Linked DNA regions of Zea mays: region 1 is linked to region 2. A link is a contact called in public Hi-C data. All regions are on one chromosome and are shown on one strand. The core of a region is the stretch at or near the end of the contact, and the rest is flanking DNA. Distances in the headings are between cores, read along the strand shown. Region 1 holds the start of LOC103632361 (probable protein arginine N-methyltransferase 3). Region 2 has its middle 130 kb from the start of LOC100502214.

Region 1 (4,949 bases), core at 665-3,164, 250 kb after region 2:
CGGCTTCGGCCTCGATATCTGCAACGGAAAGGCACCCGACGTCACCATAAACTGCAGAGTTGACATACTCAGTACTATGTCAACAACTACGGCATGGGCAACCTCCTTGTCAGGGGCTCGGGTACGTGACCGAGCTCTCGACCCTGGCCTCGGCTCTCATTAGAAATCAGACGTCTCCACCAGTATGATATCCTGGCCCCTGGGATAGTGATATCCTGGCTCAAGGCTTAATAGATATAATAGAGTATCCATACTAACATGGTGCATCTTCTTTTTCAGAAGTCTATCTCGAAAGAACCTCCAAGTTAAGTGTGCTTGGCTCGGAGCGATTTGGGATGTGTGACCGACTGAGAAGTTTTCTCGGGTGTGCATGAGTGAGGACAAAGTGCGCACAAAAGACTCGTGTTGGTCTATGGGGATGATATATGATTCTAGAGAGCTGCCAGGAGTAAGTACCGTGCGGTCCGGGATTGGATGGGGTGTTACAAGTGGTATCAGAGCCGACCCTCACGGTTTCACGAGCGTGTGTGGGTTAGGGGTTTGGGTATATGGCGCATGGCGCATGTGGGCCCAGAGTGGTCATATGGCATGGCATATGACGACACTAGACACACAGACGTGACTAACAAGGAAAGTTCCTGGATTGGGGTTGACCAACGAGGACGTCAATCTTCTAAGGGGGGTGGATTATGATATCCTAGCCCCTGGGATGGTGATATCCTGGCCCAAGGCTTAATAGAGTATCCATACCAAAAAGGTGCATATTCTTTTTCGGAAGCATATCTCGAAAGAACCTCCAAGTTAAGCGTTGGAGCAATTTGGGATGGGTGACCGACCAGGAAGTTTTCTCGGGTGCGCATGAGTGAGGACAAAGTGCGCACAAAAGACTCGTGTTGGTCTATGGGGACGATATATGATTCTAGAGAGCTGCTAGGAGTAAGTATTGTCGGTCCGGGATTGGATGGGGTGTTACAACCAGGCATAAGTCAAAGTAAGTACAAGACCCATGCTCTAGGCTATACCATCTGCAGGGGCTCGGCTACGCCTCCTCACCATACACGGCCAGCTCCGGTACTCCTAGCAGCCCTACTTGAGGTTATAAATAGGATAGTCCACGACTTCAAGGAGGCAAACGAACACTTCATGGTTTCCACCTCCACCACGATATTGGCACTTGCCTCAATCAACCCTAGGACTTGGGATCTTTCCCTCTCCCAATCAGCTTGTACTCTCTATTGTAAGTGTTTAGGTGCAAGTAATGTAAGTCTCATCCTCCCTCTGCTAGAATTAGGGCATTCTCTCGTCCGAACTAGGATAAAACGACTTGTGTCATCTTGCATCATTCATCTGGGTCAAGGGACACAACATAATTTCACTGGTTGGTACGACCCTTGCCTTCAAGGAGGCAGACAAACACTTCATGTTTCCACCTCCACCACGATATTGGCATTTGCCTCAATCAACCCTAGGGACTTGGGATATTTCCCTCGCCCGATCACCTTGTACTCTCTAATGTAAGTGCTTAGGTGCAAGTAATGTAAGTCTCATCCTTCTTCTGCTAGAATTAGGACATTCTCTCATCCGAACTAGGATAAAACGACTTGTGTCATCTTGCATCACTCATCTGGTCAGGGCACACAACATAATTTCATTGGTTGGTAAGACCCTCGGGTCGAGACACCGACCCGATGCATGTCTCTTTCTCTACCCACTAATCATCAAGGGTAATTAAGAAAGCTCATACAAATTAATTGTATTACAGGAGCTCAAGTGTATGGGCAAGCTAACACTTTTAAACTCTGTATTACCAATTTATTAAAGTTATTTCATGATAACGCTGAAAATCCGAAACTGTAATTTTTGTAATTTTTGAAACGAAGTACTACCAAACAAGGCAAAATTGACTAAAGTTCCACTCTAAATCAAACAGGGCCTCAAAATGGCCCAGGTTGGATGACTGGTCCTAGAACCCTAGTGCCCTCATCTGTCTAAAACCCTAGTTCGGTGAAGCACTAGCCTGAGCGGCGGCGCGGACCGGCGAGACGACTGACCGAACGAGTGCGCCAGAGAGCTCCCTGCAAACCTTGCCGCGCAGTAAATGGAACGCAGACGTGCAGACAAGGAGGAGGCAGAAGAGCCGCTGAGGCCCGAGGAGGAAGAAGATGAGGAGGACGAAGAGGAGGGGTGGGACGACTGGTGCTCCGACGGCGAAGATGTTGGCGGTGGGCTGCTGTGTTTGTTCTGTAGCTCGAGTTTCGACTCCGAGAGCTCACTCTTCGAGCACTGCGCCGCCGAGCACTGCTTTGATTTCCACATGATTGTGAAGGAGCTGGGGCTGGATTTCTACAGCTGCATCAAGCTCATCAACTTTGTCCGCTCCAAGGTGTGTCAGCAACACCCTTCTGCTGACAGTTATATTTTTTTTGGGACACGTTAATGCCTGCAATAGTGTTACAGGCTCAACTGCTTTGCTTAGGCCCTGATTGGTTACGCTTCTCCACCACGCTTAGATTCGTGGAAACGCCAAGTTTCTCGCAATCATTCGATTTTCACTTATTACTTCAACAGATAAACTGTCGATTCTGTAAGAACAAAAATAATCTAGGTGTTTGTTGAGATTCTCGCTTATTTTCATCCATAAGCGGATTATAAGCGAAACCAAACAGGGCCTGGTATGAACGGCTGATTAAGGTTACAATTTTATCAATTTATGAGCGTACTCTGCTTGATTTCTAGCTGTTGTTGATTCATAGGTTGCAGAGAAAAAATGCTGGAGCTGTGGCCAAGCATTCTCTTCCAACACAGAACTCTGCAGCCACTTGCACACAGTGGAGAATTGCCTAATTGAGGGAAAGGTGCCATGGGAGGACGATGTGTACTTGAAACCTTTCATGGAAGATGACTCCCTTTTGCACAGCTTGTCAATCGATGACGATGATGAAGATGGGGACTGTGGAGTGTCAATGGAAAAGGGACAATATTCAGCTGGGAATGAGGTTTTAGCTGAACCATGGGGGAACAAGCTGAGCAGCATATCAGAAAGAAATGATTCTGACATCAGTGCTCAATTTCAGCAAGAGTGTACTATTGGTAGTACACAAAGGGAAGTCAGAGAGTCCCTTCATGTGGCGATTGATGGCCACCTAAAGGTTGCACGTGCTAGTGTTAATTCCAAAGCAATCAAAACTGTGGATGATAACTACTTTGGATCTTATAGTTCATTTGGTATCCACAGGGAGATGCTCGGTGATAAAGTAGGTGAACTCTTTCTGGATTTGTAGTCAACAAGTTCATATGAAATATTTATTTCTATTCACGTACGGTATGTATTTGTGTGGTCTGAAAACACCGAATACTCTGAATAACCTTTTTCAGGTCAGAACAGATGCTTACAGAGATGCAATTTTAGGCAATCCTAGCCTAATAAGTGGAGCAACTGTACTAGATGTTGGTTGTGGCACAGGAATTCTAAGGTATAAAAGCATTCACCATATGATGATCACCTACTGATTACTTATACGCGTGGGGGGTAGTTTATCTTAACCATGAAACTTAATGATGCAAGCTTTGGATCCCGTAAAAGCAAATAGGCTTCATATTGCTCATCTGGAAAACATAACCACTGGAATAATAGTTCACAAGAAAGGTCTGGGTTGATAATTGTACTCAAGTGACTGGTTATGGATAATTTTGATTTGGTTGCACATTAAGGTCCTAAGTAGGTACAGTGCTCATAAGCCTGATCTAGTTCATAATTTAACTCGATGATCTATATCTAAAGTTTATAAGGATTGGTAAAACAAAATTGATATTTATTGATTCATTATCTAAAGTATTTTGATGACATATAGCTGTTTTGATTTAAGATGCTTATGTAGATATTGCTAGTCAATTTTGTTTTAAAAACGACTTAGTAGTTAGGGAAAATCTAAATCTCTACTATTATAATGTGGGAATTTCTTCCCGCGTCGTTCCACCCCATGTGCACCCGCGAATGAAAAATCCAAATAATATGCACTCGATGGGATTTGAACCCAGGTTGCGCAGAACGACTACCGCCTCCTAACCAATTTATTGGCTTGTGCTATATAAAAGATGCGTATTATAAATATATGTATACTAATAATTTTGAAATAAAAAATTGTGACAGGTCGGGGGCCCACAAGAAAACTACCCAGGCACGGTACAGGCCCACTTTCGATCGTGTCGGGCTGGGCCGTTGCACTATTAAATGAGTCCTGTCTTAGGCTAGCCCGCTAGGCACAACCCATTTAGTCATCGATAGTCCAGTACCTTCTCACTCACCGTCCCTGATATCGCATTGTTTGACCCCACACCGCAATTCAAACTCACCTAATTTATAAGTTTGGATCGTGTTTGGATAACTGTCTCGTTTAAGCAATGTCTGTTTGTATGATATACACGGGCAACTAACTAGTAGACTTATATTTGTCATAAGTACCCCCTCCGTCCCATAATATAAGGCGTAACAACTTTTTGTTCTTGTCCCATAACATAATACATGCTCTCTAGACACACATACATCGATGCAGTAGTAATAGTGTTGATAGAGAGAATTAAATACATTTTTTGGACTTTGAACCAGAGGTGATTACACCTTATATACTGGGACGGAGGGAGTAAGTACTAAAGCTAGAACACCTTTACTATCATGACCAGAAAGCACTGCATGTTATATAGTGGTCATATTTCTGAAGTCCAAGGATGGTCATAAAAATAAGCAAATGGCTACCTTTTTTATGCATGATGAATTGTTAATTTTGCATGTGCGGCTGTTGATATGCCCCCTATCTACAGTCTTTTTGCAGCTAGGGCTGGTGCATCTAGAGTTGTTGCTGTTGATGGGAGTGCAAAGATGGCTTCTGTGGCTACCCAAGTATGCCACTTTTCTCTTCAAAATTGTATTAAAGTACCAACCTCTTTGTACC
Region 2 (4,935 bases), core at 1,395-3,894:
GACGAAGAAGTTGAGAAGCGTATAAAGGAAATGAAGAAGGATTTTGAAGCTCGATACGCCACATACATAGGACATGCAATGCTTCAATTTCAAGACAGGGAAGCCATAATGGCCCCGTACAACTTTAAGTAAGTGTGATTTTGCATAAATAAAATTAATAATTTCAATACACATGCATCACAAATTTGATTCGTACAGGGACCACTGGATATGCTTCCTCATTTATCCTAAGGTTGGAAAGGTGCTGGTGCTCGACTCCTTGAACTTCGACCCTTCGACATATGCAACATTCCTCAGCATCTTAGAGCTGTAAGCCTTTTCTATGCATGCATACTTTTATCGATTAAAATTTGAGAATAACATGGTGATTCTATTTGAGATCACAGTGCTTATAGATTCTATAAGATGAGAGGTGGAAAGTACGACCTGTCGAAAAAACTCGTGCCACTAGACATCCATCATCACTGGCCGGTAAGTATGTGATTTTATGAATACATATCATACACAATGTTGCAACTAAATAACCAATCTCCCGTTATGTAGTGCCACAAGCAACCACAAGGACCGGTCCTATGTGGATTCTATGCGTGCGAGTTCATGAGAGTGAACGGACGATACATCACGAACCCTGACAAGGTATTATTAGTAATAGTTAAGTATGTATTTATGTCATTAAAGATGCAAATGTGTTATTATTGAGTATAAATAGATGATGTTTATAAAATTCCTTTACAGCAATTTCAACGAGGAAACCCGGAGAACTTGACCGAAGCTGCATTGTATGGCATAGTCGAGGACCTCTGCACATTCATATTGAAAGAGGTCATTCCCGCAGAAGGAAAATATCACGATGCTTCCGGGACATTAGCTTTGCCAGAGTTCAGAATACTAACAGAAATTAGTAGATTATCTCTTAGCCGAGATAGTTATTAGAGCTTAGGTGAAAACTTATGATGTATAGAATGCATGAAGCATATATGGTTGTAAACAGAATACTTTGATGTATATAAATGTATGATAGAATTTAATTTCATGTTGCTTTCAATATCAATATAGATATATATATATATATGTTTGTGTGTGTGTAAATAAATATATATATAATTCAGTATTGTTTGAAATTTTGAAAAAAGGCGGGAAAACTTCCACTGGCGGTTTTATAAAGAAAACCGCCAGTGAAAAGTGCATTTACACTGGCGGTTTGCTTTATAAAACCGCCAGTGTAAATGCATTTCCACTGGCGGTTTTCTTTATTCAGCCGCCAGTGGAAATGCACTTTTCACTGGCGGTTCGTTAAGAAAACCGCCAGTGAAAATGCACTTTTCACTGGCGGTTCCAAAATAACCGCCAGTGGAAATGCTGATTTCCACTGACCCCTAGCACTGGCGGTACTGAAAAACGCCAGTGTAAATATGTTAAGAACCGCCACTATAGAGCTTCTGTGTACTAGTGGAAACATTTGCTCTTTTTGATGTTTGAGATTATGGTAGCTGTAGCACTGATTGGAACAGTGCGGTGGGCATGGAGCAAGAGTGCATACATAATATTAGTCAATATTTTTTCTTTGCAGTGCAGTGGAAGTGAAAGAAAGAATAGAGAGGGACACCACCCACACGGCCACACGGTCACAACTAGTGCTGGGAATTGGGTCGGATTAGACTGACTCGAGCCCATCGTGCTTCGTGCCAAACGGGTTCGGACCAAGAAAACCTAAAAAAATTTTGGTCGTGTTGTGCCAGCATGAAGTATAAAAACAATGGCCGAGCTCGGCCCTAAATTACACCGTGTCTTCGTTGGGCCGTGCCGCCCCAAGTCCGACCCATATATTTGACTACAAAAAATCAAAATATTACAACCACATAAAGTCCATAGCTTACTAAATTAAAGATATTAAACAATGCTAAATTAAGTCCAAATATCACAAAAATATAAAGTCTATATATTTGACCAGATAAAGTCAAAATATCACAACAATATAAAGTTTATAACTTACTAAATTAAAGAAATTAAACAATTTAGGCTTCATTGGCCCATGTCGGGCCCATTTGTGCAGGCCGTGCCGGAGGCCCGACGAGCCGAAATTTGAGACCCGGTCGAGACCTACATTCAGACCGTGGTAGGCTAACCTATATTATTTCATGTCAGTCCGTGATTTGGGTTCTTGTACTGGCCGAAAAAGTCCCACTCATATAGTCATATTTCCAGCACTAGCCACACCCATGCGCAGCACAGGCTGCAAGGACCACACTACACTGCCCAAAGCGAAGGCAGCGCGCTACCTTCAAAGCAAACAAGCACAGTGTGCAGGCCAATAGCCAACCAAACCTCCCTCTCCCTCCCATGGCTCTCGCTCAGCTCCATCCTAATAATAAGTGGGACGATGCATGCTGCCGTCGAGTTGTCACGCAGAAGAGCCAGAGACTTCCTCCATTCGAAGTGGCTCCAGCCTCCAGATCGCGTGCTGCTGCTCTTCACGATCGAGCAGCCGGAGGAGCCTCACACTCGATCACCACACCAGTCCATCATCACCAGTAGACAGCAGGTGAGCAGGAAGCAGTAGGGACAGCGCACAACAAAACAAAGGCTATGCACGGATGGTCCCTAAAGGACGTGCTTTCTATCTGTCTAGTTGTAGACTTGTAGTTCTTGTGGTGCAGAACTAGTGTGTGTGGTGTGCATATGCTTAGGGTAGGTGTGTTACATGACGCTACAGTGTACTCAGACGAGAGGTTAATTAAAAAAACAAAGGCTAGCTATGCGATGCATGCACTAGCCGAGTCGTGCGTCACTGTGTTAATGCCGTGGGCAGGCACTTCCAAGCTTCTGCTCGCGCGCCCCCGCATGCATGTCAACAGGTAGGCCATCTCCATTCTCCAGGCTCCAGCCAGGGTTTACTTTCTCGCCGGCAAATCACTGAAATTCGTTAAAATTATCCATCTTTGCTGCTGATCGAGGTGTGAATTTCAGTCCGATTTTTTTATCGATTTTTATTCCAAATTCAAAAAAATACAAAAGTCAAATTTGGTAAAAACGAAATGGTGAACACTGTCTCCTGTCTCCTGCAACATGTGTATTTGAGCGTACAAAACACTGTTTACACTTATATTGTACTGTTTATATAGTTGTTTATATAGTGTAGTTTAAAATAGTAGGATTAGAGGTGGGATAGGGAGACCGCTGGAAATAGCCAAGGTGACAAAGAACCCACAAAATTTAAATTAGTATATAATTATATATACTAATTCATTTATGTGTCTATTCTATTTATAACAAATAAATTAAAATAAAGTAATAATTTAATTACTTTCTAGTAAATAAATGTAAATTAGAATATCGAGGGACATCTAAAAAATGATAAATTTACTATTGCGAATCAAAATGACATAAGTTTCCAAAAACTATTGACGACACACCAATAAAAATCTGCCAAACAAAAAATAACCATGGGTTAATAACGACATTTAGATAAAGTATCTAAAACAAAACAAGAGTAATCAAAAGATATACCTAGTTAAGTCTAGGAGAACGGTAATTACATTTGTCTATCTTTCTTCTTTTGAAATGCATTTATTATTTTTCTAAAGGTGAAGTTCTTTAAATATTTTTCTATCAATGTAGCAAACCATTAAATCATTTAGCCAATCATCGTACATCTTATTGTGCAACACAGTCTTGCCGACATCGCTAACCGTTGTCGTCACCATCAGTAATAGCAATGCAAACTAAATAAGGCAATAGACCAATGAGAAAACAATATGGGTCAACCATTATTTTGGATAGGCTTGCAAGATCATAACAATCTTTGAACTCCTCAAGTCTTAACACATGAATAATAAAAGTGTGTAATTGATCCTTTATTATATTACGGTCATCAAAATAGAAGTCCTCGCACTAGATATCTGCAAGCCAGCAAGTTTATCCACATCAAAATAGAAGTTCCCTTTTCCTAGGAAGTAGATCTGGATGTCGCCTAGAGGGGGGTGAATAGACGAATAAAAATTATCACCGAAAAACTTACAAATCTTACTCTACTCGAAGGCTGGGTCGCAACGAAATGAAGATCATTTCAAGCAGGTTGCAGCGGAATCAGAGTCCCTGCCTCAAGATAGCCTTCACTTCAAAAATAACTTATATCAAAGATAAGTATAGAAGTGCAAAGAGTAAAGCAATCAAAGTAGAGAGACAGATAACAACACATCATAAAACACATAGTACACATGGAGTCCAATCAGTAATGAAATCTGCTAGTGCTTGAGATTGGATATATGATCTGTGCACAAAATCAATAACGAACTCGTTGAGTTCTGCTTCCCATTTTCCAATTCGACTTGAAGCTTCTCTGTTTCTTAAAATATGTTTAAGTGGCTGGGACGAAGGTATGATGATATTATGAGACTGAAAATAATGTTGAAGCTTCCTCGAAGCCATCAAGACTACAAGCTTTCTCGAAGCCATCAAGACTACATATAGGACTTTTTCCATTTATATGTAATTTGTGTTGGATGGGCCAACACTTTGGACACGAAGTACACATGCATTTTCCTTTTGATTCCTTCCTAGACCTTCTCCTGAACCAGGGCAGCATTCATACTGGATTGTGAAGCTGACACATAAAGCAACAGAAGAGCCCCTAGCGAAGGTGGGGAGAGATTTGTTAGCTAAATCAGATAGCTCTTCAGCTCTATTGTTCACTTGTTTTTTATTGCTGTGAACCAAAAACGAGGCAACACAATTATTAAACGTTAAGGACCTTCGTCATTCGAAGCATTATCTCCTTTCGGATATAATGATCTTTAGACGAAGGTCATGAAGAACAAGTCTTCATCACTCATAAAAATAAGGATTTATATATGCAAAATGTGATATTCAATCACATATTTATTTCATAATAAAATCTATAAACATTATCAAAGTTTATATAACATCGATGCCTTT

The links. A called contact is a pair of places that touch in the nucleus more often than the background predicts.
Region 1: a Hi-C map of ear shows a contact between it and region 2, with 4 times the contacts expected there. The contact joins the promoter of LOC103632361 here to the enhancer-like site in region 2. A contact is called at or near these places in 2 of 25 Hi-C or Micro-C datasets (ear and tassel).

Annotation. Positions count from the first base shown.
Region 1 is chr7:51,267,099-51,272,047 of Zm-B73-REFERENCE-NAM-5.0, forward strand. It overlaps LOC103632361 (probable protein arginine N-methyltransferase 3), which reads left to right and starts at 1,915. Exons shown (of 7, transcript XM_008654177.3): 1 at 1,915-2,383; 2 at 2,754-3,254; 3 at 3,376-3,473; 4 at 4,819-4,897. The coding sequence starts at 2,099.
Region 2 is chr7:51,015,592-51,020,526 of Zm-B73-REFERENCE-NAM-5.0, forward strand. No RefSeq gene overlaps it. Among protein-coding and RNA genes, the nearest start is that of LOC100502214, 130 kb to the left of the region's middle. Within about 2 kb of position 2,645, at least 9 of the 20 cell types and tissues checked have an H3K27ac peak or open chromatin away from gene starts, as enhancers often do. A contact at or near this core is called in ear, where this site is marked.